Linked DNA regions of Triticum aestivum: regions 1 and 3 are each linked to region 2. The links are chromatin contacts, called in public Hi-C maps. All regions are on one chromosome and are shown on one strand. The core of a region is the stretch at or near the end of the contact, and the rest is flanking DNA. Distances in the headings are between cores, read along the strand shown.

What was found. A called contact is a pair of places that touch in the nucleus more often than the background predicts.
Region 1: a Hi-C map of leaf shows a contact between it and region 2, with 6 times the contacts expected there. The contact joins the promoter of LOC123099737 here to the promoter of LOC123096486 in region 2. A contact is called at or near these places in 3 of 5 Hi-C or Micro-C datasets (all in leaf).
Region 3: a contact with region 2 is called in a Hi-C map of leaf, with 2.6 times the contacts expected there. The contact joins the promoter of LOC123096488 here to the promoter of LOC123096486 in region 2. A contact is called at or near these places in 2 of 5 Hi-C or Micro-C datasets (both in leaf).

The regions. Positions count from the first base shown.
Region 1 is chr4D:99,243,073-99,245,990 of IWGSC CS RefSeq v2.1, forward strand. It overlaps LOC123099737, which reads right to left and starts at 1,536. Exons shown (of 8, transcript XM_044521839.1): 1 at 1,235-1,536. It overlaps LOC123096484 (a long non-coding RNA gene), which reads right to left. Exons shown (of 3, transcript XR_006446623.1): 3 at 2,529-2,918.
Region 2 is chr4D:99,963,603-99,966,582 of IWGSC CS RefSeq v2.1, forward strand. LOC123096486 reads right to left here and starts at 1,334. Exons shown (of 9, transcript XM_044518228.1): 1 at 412-1,334. The coding sequence starts at 639.
Region 3 is chr4D:100,520,513-100,523,212 of IWGSC CS RefSeq v2.1, forward strand. It overlaps LOC123096488 (MACPF domain-containing protein CAD1), which reads left to right and starts at 1,334. Exons shown (of 7, transcript XM_044518229.1): 1 at 1,334-1,898. The coding sequence starts at 1,635.

The DNA.
Region 1 (2,918 bases), core at 286-2,785, 720 kb before region 2:
TTGGCTAGTGAGGCTTGTCTAGAGAAGGCTAGAAACTGGCAAATGGCCGGGACGAAACTACAATCTGGCAAAAGGTTGGACTGGCTGGAGCAAGAGGGTTGCTTAATGCTTTGTACTAACTCCGTCCAGGTTTATAAGGTCCACACGTATTTTAAGAAAAAGTTTGACCGTTAATTTGATTATTGATAATATGCGTTAAATGCCACAAAAAGTACTCCCTCTATAAACAAATATAATACGTTTTAGATCACTACTAAGGGAGTATATCACTGGATATACCTTCCAAAGAAGTTCCCAATGGTATATTTTGGTCATATAAACTCATATTTTTTGATCAAGTTAATGATCAATTTTTTTTCTTAAAATAAGCGCGGGGATTATATAAACCCCAAACAGAGTAGTACTTTTTATATTTTCCTCTGCCCTTCCCTGCTGTATTACCTTTTTTTTCTCTTGTTAATATAATGAAAGCAACCATGTTTGTTTCCATCAGAGAAAAAGACCCTACATATGAACTACAGATTTTGTGCCAAGAGAGCAAAGTGGTAGCAAAGACAGCTCTAGCGGAGGAGACGCGACATTCTCTATCCGCCATCCAATCTGCTTAGCCTATTAGCTGTCCCTCGACGGCGTTGACTCTCATTCTCCTCCCTTGCAATGTTCAGGATCCCCGCAAAAGAAAAAGGGATAAAATCAACTCCACAAGAAGAAGATGAATGAAGGACGAAGGTACCTGGTCTAAATGCATCAGATCTGATAATTTGTTTCCTTGTTTACATAATTAATTTATTATTGCACTTTGCTGCCTTTTACTAGCAGGCACTAATTCTCTAGTTCATATGTATGGAAGATATTGCATATTCGGGTGGAGTAGTACAGTAGAAAGCATTAAGCAATCCTCTTGCTCTGAGCAGCCTAGCCATTTGCCAGCCTAGTCTGAACAAGCCTCCCTAGCCATGCATGTAGCATCACCTAAGGCCTAAGCTAGCTATGGCTCTGATAATTACAAGTAGAGTACTTAGTTTGCATGATTGGCTGCCAGAGTTAGCGTATACTCCATATAATATATATGCACAAACAAACAGGCAGAATAATAATACACAAATAATTCAACTTGCTCATCAGAAACAGCCATTTTAGTTGGAGCTTGCTCCATGGACGGTTATGAATAATGTGTGCATACATATTGGCTACTTAGTTCAGATGGATCGCGTAATCGACAGACAGGTTGTACCTGGCTGTGCTGTCTGGGACGACAATGACGAACAGTCGCGTCTCGATCGGCGACGCCGCAGTCAATGTCGTAGACGGTGCAGATGCAGGTGCAGGTGCGGCGGGGCTCGATCTCGTTTCAGTCCAAGGAAGAACCAATTCTGGACCGCCAACACAAAGTTGTGGCGTCCGGCGGTAAGTAAACCCAGATTCGGGTAGGGTACTGATTTAGGGGCTGGAGTCAGGTCGTGAGAGGTGTGCAGATTATCTTCAACACAAGGGGAATTCCTTTTTTTGAGAAAAACACAAGGGGCAATTTTGCAAGCAAAACGGCGAGACGACCTAAATGTTGTGGCCCATTTTATTAAGGATGGGCCTCTAATGGGTTGCATAACTATACCATAAATATCCCTGGCCCAAAAATACCGCCGCGTGTCACATCATCACTTAATAATCCAACGTGGTGCCTTGTCACCATGTTCTTTCTTTTTAACAAAGTACGCCTGACACTTGCATACACTCATCCCTATGAACGCACGCACACCCTACCCCTATGAGCACCTCCGAGAGACCCAGCCGTCATAACACCTTAAGATTTACGAAGTCACCACAGGAATGAACATCGCCGGAAAGACTGAAATAAATCCAGAAAAATGCGTGCGCCAATGCAAGTCTAGGACTTGAACCCTGATGAGCTGGGAATACCACTACGGCGGGCTTATGCCGGCCTGAACCTTATATTACCAAAAGTGAAGCAAGTACAAAGAGAGTAGAGAGTTACAAGAGGATTCGGAGGAGAAAAAAAAGAAGATACATGATAGCTATAATCTCGCAGCTAAATGAGACAACATGGTCCCCCAATCCCGCATAAGGGATTGTTTGTCGGGGTTTTTACATCTGTGAGACCAGAGAAGAAGGTCCTCCGCAGCATTATCAGCGATTAGGTGAATGCCACGATCTTCATTCCTAAAAACCTTCACGTTGCGACGTTTCCAAGTCACTATGTTCTTTGAAATAATTGTTTTCTGTCATAAAATTTATGTCACCTTGTGTTGAAGTCGTTTTTTCAAGGAAAAAAAACAGGCCAATTAAGTGCTCTATGGAAGAATAATGACGATTTTGGAGCATCACCATGACGGAAATATTTTGCTATAGATGCAACATATCCATGATGAAACAGTTCTCGTCATGGAAAATTGATTTCCATCATAGAAATTCATATGCATACATGTTTATCAGACGACTGATGTTTATTGAGTCATCATCCCTCATGTCTCAACTTCACGCATACAACCTTAGTTTGGGCAGATATCGCATACGTGTAAATTTTCTGCTTGACTGAAATATAACGGTTGGTACAAGCCAATGATTTGGACTCTAGTGTGCCACATGGTAATGAGATCTCCATGGTAATCATAGGGTAAATGCTGCAACCTGCTACTAAGATAACATACATTATTTGTAGAAGACTAGAGATAGGATGATCTGAACTCTGAAGTCGCCGCTCTAACAACCACATTGGCCTTCGGAGCGGTGTAAAATGCTCCATGAACCGATAATCTTCAGTTGTCCCCAACAAAAATATATGCCGCTTGTGGACGGAAGCAAGCCTCACACACACAAAACAAACGTTGATCCTTCACTTAATTTCTCATGACAATGGTTGTTGGTTCTGAACAGAGGCTGTTGAACTAACTGGAAGGGCC
Region 2 (2,980 bases), core at 84-2,583:
CTTGACGCAAAAAGGGAAGTCGGGGAGTTTGGCGGCATCACTAGCGATAGCATGATATAGCATACAAAAAATACGTAGGGCATTATGGTAGAGCCAAACAGAATGGGAAGCATGGTAAGTATGAACTGAGCAGCAGCACTGCCCAATTGCACCTAGCAGGTTATCCACACAATATTTCCATGACCTAGAGGACGAATCCGAAGAACTGAGAGGAATCCTCGTAAAACCATCCTAAGACAGCTACATAGACATGATCTGGAGAACGTGAGACACAACTAACAAGGGTACAGCGCCGTGCCCATGTCCTTGATGCGCAAAGGAACACGGAGCTTGTAAGCAAACGATAGAGCAAGGCAAGCATAAGGGTTAGAGAATCGGAGCATGCGGAAAAAGAAGGGAGTAGCTGGTTACCTCGCAGCCGACGCTGCACCTGATGAGGCGCTGGACGTAGTGCACGACGGCGGCGCGGCGGTCCTCGGAGGAGACAGACGGCTGGATCCGGCCCACGACGGCGGCCGCGGCATCCTCGAAGGGCCGCCAGGCGTGGGCGGAGATCGAGGACGGGTCCGGGTTGGCCGCCGCCGCCGCATGGTCGGGCTCCTGCACGAGCACCACGGCGCACTCGTGGATGTCGACCATGGGCGCCGGAGCTCGCTCGCTGGCTCCCTCGAAGCCCCCGCAGCCGCGACTCCTCGCACGTAGACGAGGCGCGGAGCAACCGCCCGACGGGGGCGAGCCGGGCCGAGAGAGGCGACGCCGGAAGCGAAGCGCCGGACAACGGCGAGCCCCCGGACGAGCGCGCGGCGGGGGCGGGACGATCGGCGAGGGCGGAGGGGAGGGGAGGGGTCGCGATCTGGGCGCGCCGGGCCGGCGGCGAGGGGACGGGAGGGGATAGGGACAGCGGGATTAGCGGAAAAAGGGAAGACGGAGAAGAAATGGATTTTTAATATGTGACGGGAGGAAAAAAGGGTCAGGTTTTTCTCCCTCGCTCGCCCCCGCCCGCGGCTCGTCGCCTCTCCTCCCTGCTCCCGCGCCGCGCGTGAAGAGATAGAGAGAGAAGGGGATGACGACGATGACGTGTTCTCCGCGTGCGCGAGGCTCGATCGGCACGCACGCACGGACGCAGCGGCAGCGGAGGAAGAAGGGAGGGGGAAAGGGGAAGACGAAGAAGAGAGGAGGAGGCGGCTTGAAGCCAAGATTTCCTTTTCGTCCTTCTTTTTCTTTTCTTTTCCTCCTTTTTTCCGGTTGCCGGAGAAAAGATCTCTCCCTTTCCTTGTCCTGCTCCCAGTTCTTGATCGGCGGCGTCGCTCGGTTTGCTGCTAATGCTAATGGAGGCCGCGCCGCTGGGTCTTCTCTCTTGCCTTTGGATTGCGTCGTCGGTAAACTCTGGGGACAGTTGGGAGATGTGCGACCGTCGACCCACGGAGGAAGACTTTCCAGGCCCCCCGTGTTGGTGGAAGCTGCGTCGCTTCAAACCCATGCACCAAAATAGAATGCACTGACAGCTTCATGATCATAGTAATAGCCACCGATTGGCCATCATTTTATGGTTTTCTAGTATTCAATCCCTCCGTACTCTGTGGCTGTGACCAACGACTCTAGATTTTCTATGGACGGTTTGTTACTATGTAGCGGTGGGCAGAGTGTGCGGAGTGCTGCATTGGGTGTTATTAGTTCTCGAGGCAAATGGTACGTTAGGCAAGTAGCCAGTTCACGTGGTAAAAATGGTGGGCGGTAAGTTGCCGCCAAGGCGCCAACCGACATGGCTATTAATATTGCCATGCAGCCGTGCTCTATATATGTGTTATGTCCTAGCATGCTTTTAAGGAAAAAACATGCTCTATGTAACAAAAACGATGACTAACTGACGTCAGATGTTTGATGACTCCCAACGAACACTTTGCGGGTTGTTGGGTGTTCCGCACGAATCTCCCTGCGCGGTGGCTAGATGACTCAGCTGGAGCGAACCGTTCACTCATTCGTTTCGTCGTGGGATGTTTCTCGCAGCCCCAACCACATGAACACGTCATTGAATGGGTCACGTCATTGACTAGGTGAGGGGCGGGAAGACACATACACTTCGCGACTACGCCGTCGTCTTCCTCCCCTTTCCATTTCTCACCCTGGTCGTCGCCCCTCTCAGCTCAAGCTTCGGCCACCACTACCTTCTTCGCCGAGCTCCGACCACCACCATTAATTAACCGTATGCGGGTGGCTACGAACTATAGATGCTATCGGACCACAGGAGGAGATCACAGCGGCCGGACCAAAGCCTGCATCTACACGGCTCTAGGTCGTCTCCCCCGCCGCCCCATCCTCCATATGGAATCGTCCCGACGGTCCCTGCTACTGATCCTCCATCACCCCCGTCATCGCCCATGCCCTCTGGCTATGTAGCTCTCCATCGCCGACTGCATCGACTTTTGCGGCACAACGGTGGTCAAGCGGCGGGTGGCGGCCGCAACAACGGGTGTCGGTGTGGGCGGTCCTACTGGTGAGTCCGTGTGGCTGCTACCTACTACCGCTCCTCTTTGGTGACCACGAAGAGGATATGGCGCAGCGCATCCCTGTTGTCCACCCATTGTGAATTCCTGGTCGTGCAAGCGGTGGCGCTGCTCCACGGAGATGTGCGACTATCGACCCACAGAGGAAGTCTTTCAAGCCCCCCTGTTAGTGGAAGATGCATTGCTTCAAACCCATGTACCAAAATAGAATGCACTAACAACTTCATTATCATAGTAATAGCCATCGTTTGGCTATGGTTTTAGGGTTTCTAGTATCCCGCAAACTCATGGCCAATGGCTCTAGATTTATATGCACAATTTGTTGGTATGTAGCAGTGGACAGAGCGCATGAAGTGCGGCATAGGTGTTAGTTCTTGAGGCAAATGATACATTAAGTGAGTAGCCAGATCAAAAATGATGGATGGTAAGTTGCCGCCAACCGATATGACAATTAATATTGCCATGCAGACATGCTC
Region 3 (2,700 bases), core at 84-2,583, 560 kb after region 2:
CCGAGCTTCTCGACCTCCTCTCAGCCTCGAAGCCCAACCAGCTTCGGGGACTACTGTCGGAGTAAATGGCCACGGGTAGCCTAACCGACTCCCCCTGGCTCTTCAAAAAATTATCAGGCCATTCGAGCCTTCAAGTATCCAGAGCATGGGGCCGCCTTCCTCTGGCCGGCTATCCCCAGGGCCGACTACCAGAAGGCGACCCGGCCTCAGAAACCTTCCCAAGGAAAGCTACGAGATGGCCGACTCCAGGAAGCCGGCCCCAAGAGGACCGACTCCCAGAAGCCGGCCATGAAGAGGGCCGACTCCCAGAAGCCGGCCAAGACTGCACCCACCAAGACTGCATCCACATAACGGTGATAAGACGGGGCGTGGCCGCAGTACAGCCCACTACCCCCGAATCCCGAAACAGGCATGGCCACAGGGCGCCGCACGGGCCAGCCATCTCCCGTCCGGCGCGACACTGTAGCCATGTTGACCTCGATGTCACCCACGACAGGCGCCAGTACTGCCCGCGGGCGATGGACCCCTTTAGCCAAAGAGACGCTCGAAGGCGGCCCGGCCTCCCCTAGTCGGCCGGGGGCGTAGCCGACTCCCAATAGCCGGCTACCTCCCTCCCTCGAAACATGTGCCTCATTAAGGAGACAAGACAAGGTGACGCTACAGTGAGAGCCCGCAAGACGGCGGCACTGTAGCCACGCTTACCTCGACAAAGCCCTCGTCATCAGAGGCGAGGCAACAGTAACCAGCCGCCGACAAGGCCCCCAAGCGGTGGGGTCGGCCTGTCGGCCAAGAGGCCGGCAGCTGGCGGGACCCACCAGTCGGCGGGCCCCAATGACCGGCGGAGAAGCGGGGAGCACAGACACTGACGGCTGGGACCCGCGCCCAGCCGGATTACCATTGTACCCCTGGGGGTAGGCCTATATAAACCCCCCGGGACACCCATGCAAAGGGTTGATCTCATAGAGTTTCACACACCACATAGAGAGAAAAGGAGAGCCGGCCATGCCCTTCTTCTTCCCCTAGCCAAACAGCTCAAGAAGCACTTGTAGCTACTTGTATTGATCTAGTGATCATGCGGAGACCCCGCAGAGCAGGACTAGGGGTGTTATCTCCACGGAGAGCTCCGAACCTGGGTAAGATCCGCCGACGTGCATGTCTTCACCTTATTCCGTTTTCAGACACCGATAATGTTTTACTGGCTCCCACAATGATAAACCATCCCTTGGGATATGTCGCACAACCATAGCAGACTCACATTCGATAGACGTCCCTGTCAGACTTTTTCCCAATTCCACGCTGCAACATCCACTGTGTGTGTGTGTTTGCCAGCGACAAAGTTGCTAGGAAGACCCGGCGAGTCTTTCTTCGGTCCACACGAGCCTTTATCCCCTTCCTTGCTTTTCTCACCCGCGTCCCACCGAAGCACCGGCGGAAATTCTCCTCTCGTCGCCTTCGCCTTCGCCGTCGTCGTCTCTCTTCCGCTCTACTTGCCTCGGCTGTTCTCACAGTCTACTTCAGGTCCTTCTTGCTGCCGGAGAAAAAGTTGAGGATCTGCGAGATGGGTTCTGCTCGCCCCGGAATTCTCGGCGCATCGTAGAACCCGCGGGCGTTCTTGGGCCGCCACCAGTCCTGAAATGGAGGAAGAGGGCGCCCCGGCGCTGCGCGTGATCCGGAGCTCCATCGACGCGCTGGGGCGAGGGTTCGATGCCACCCACGACACCAGGCTGCTCTACTGCAAGGGGTCTCGCCTCGTCGACGTCGACGATGGCGAGCTGAGCTCCAGGGATCTGGTCATGCCTGACGGGCTGACTGTCCCCGGTGTGCCCAAGGATGTCGACTGCTCCGGTGAGAGTGGGGTTGGTGTACCGGAGACCGCTGGCCCGTGCGCCTTCCACGAGGTGCCGACGACTGACACTGTTCATTGTGTTTTGTCTCTGAATTTGGTCGTTTGTCTTTTGTTAATTCATCGCTAGCTGCTTGATTAACTGCATGCTGTTTCTAAACTGTTCTTCGTATCCTGGTAGTGTCAGGACATAACCGGATGCACGCACATGCTATGTAGGAGTACAACTGTACAAGCTGTGCCAATTCCAGTTTTGAACTACCGCATACTTGTTTCATAGCTTTCAGCTGAGCGGCTGACCCGACGCTACTGACGGATAAGCCAAGGTTAATAGTTGGTCTAATTCCGCGATAAAAGAGCTTTGTTTCCAAACAGATTTGTCCATCTGTAATGGAGATCACATTGGTGGGGATATAGGCCGATACATCTCCAGCTTGTGTTTCAATCACGGGTAACGCAGTGGAGCTACCTGCACCTGTCTGGTCTGATCATTTAGCGGCTCAGCTCTTTCTAACCGACGGGAATGTAAATAGAAAAAATCTCCAAAACCTGTAGATTCGCATGAAGTTCCGTTAGTAGTTTAGGTCGGGATGAAGTACCTTTGTCCTCTGCAAAGATCATAAGATCCGATGGAGTTGGATTGATTTCTCACATCTACTAGATCAGAGATCAGAGTCAGGGTAGCTCGTAAGTGAGCCTAAGTAAGCAGTGTGGTTCGAGCGGATCAGTCACTGCTGAGTTCTGCTTTCCTCACAGAGTTGGTTTTAGCTGGAACCACGCTCTTGCCTTCTTCTTGTGTCCCTTGATTATTGATCTGACAAGTTAGGTTAGAGAATACTGGTGCCTTTTGATCCACC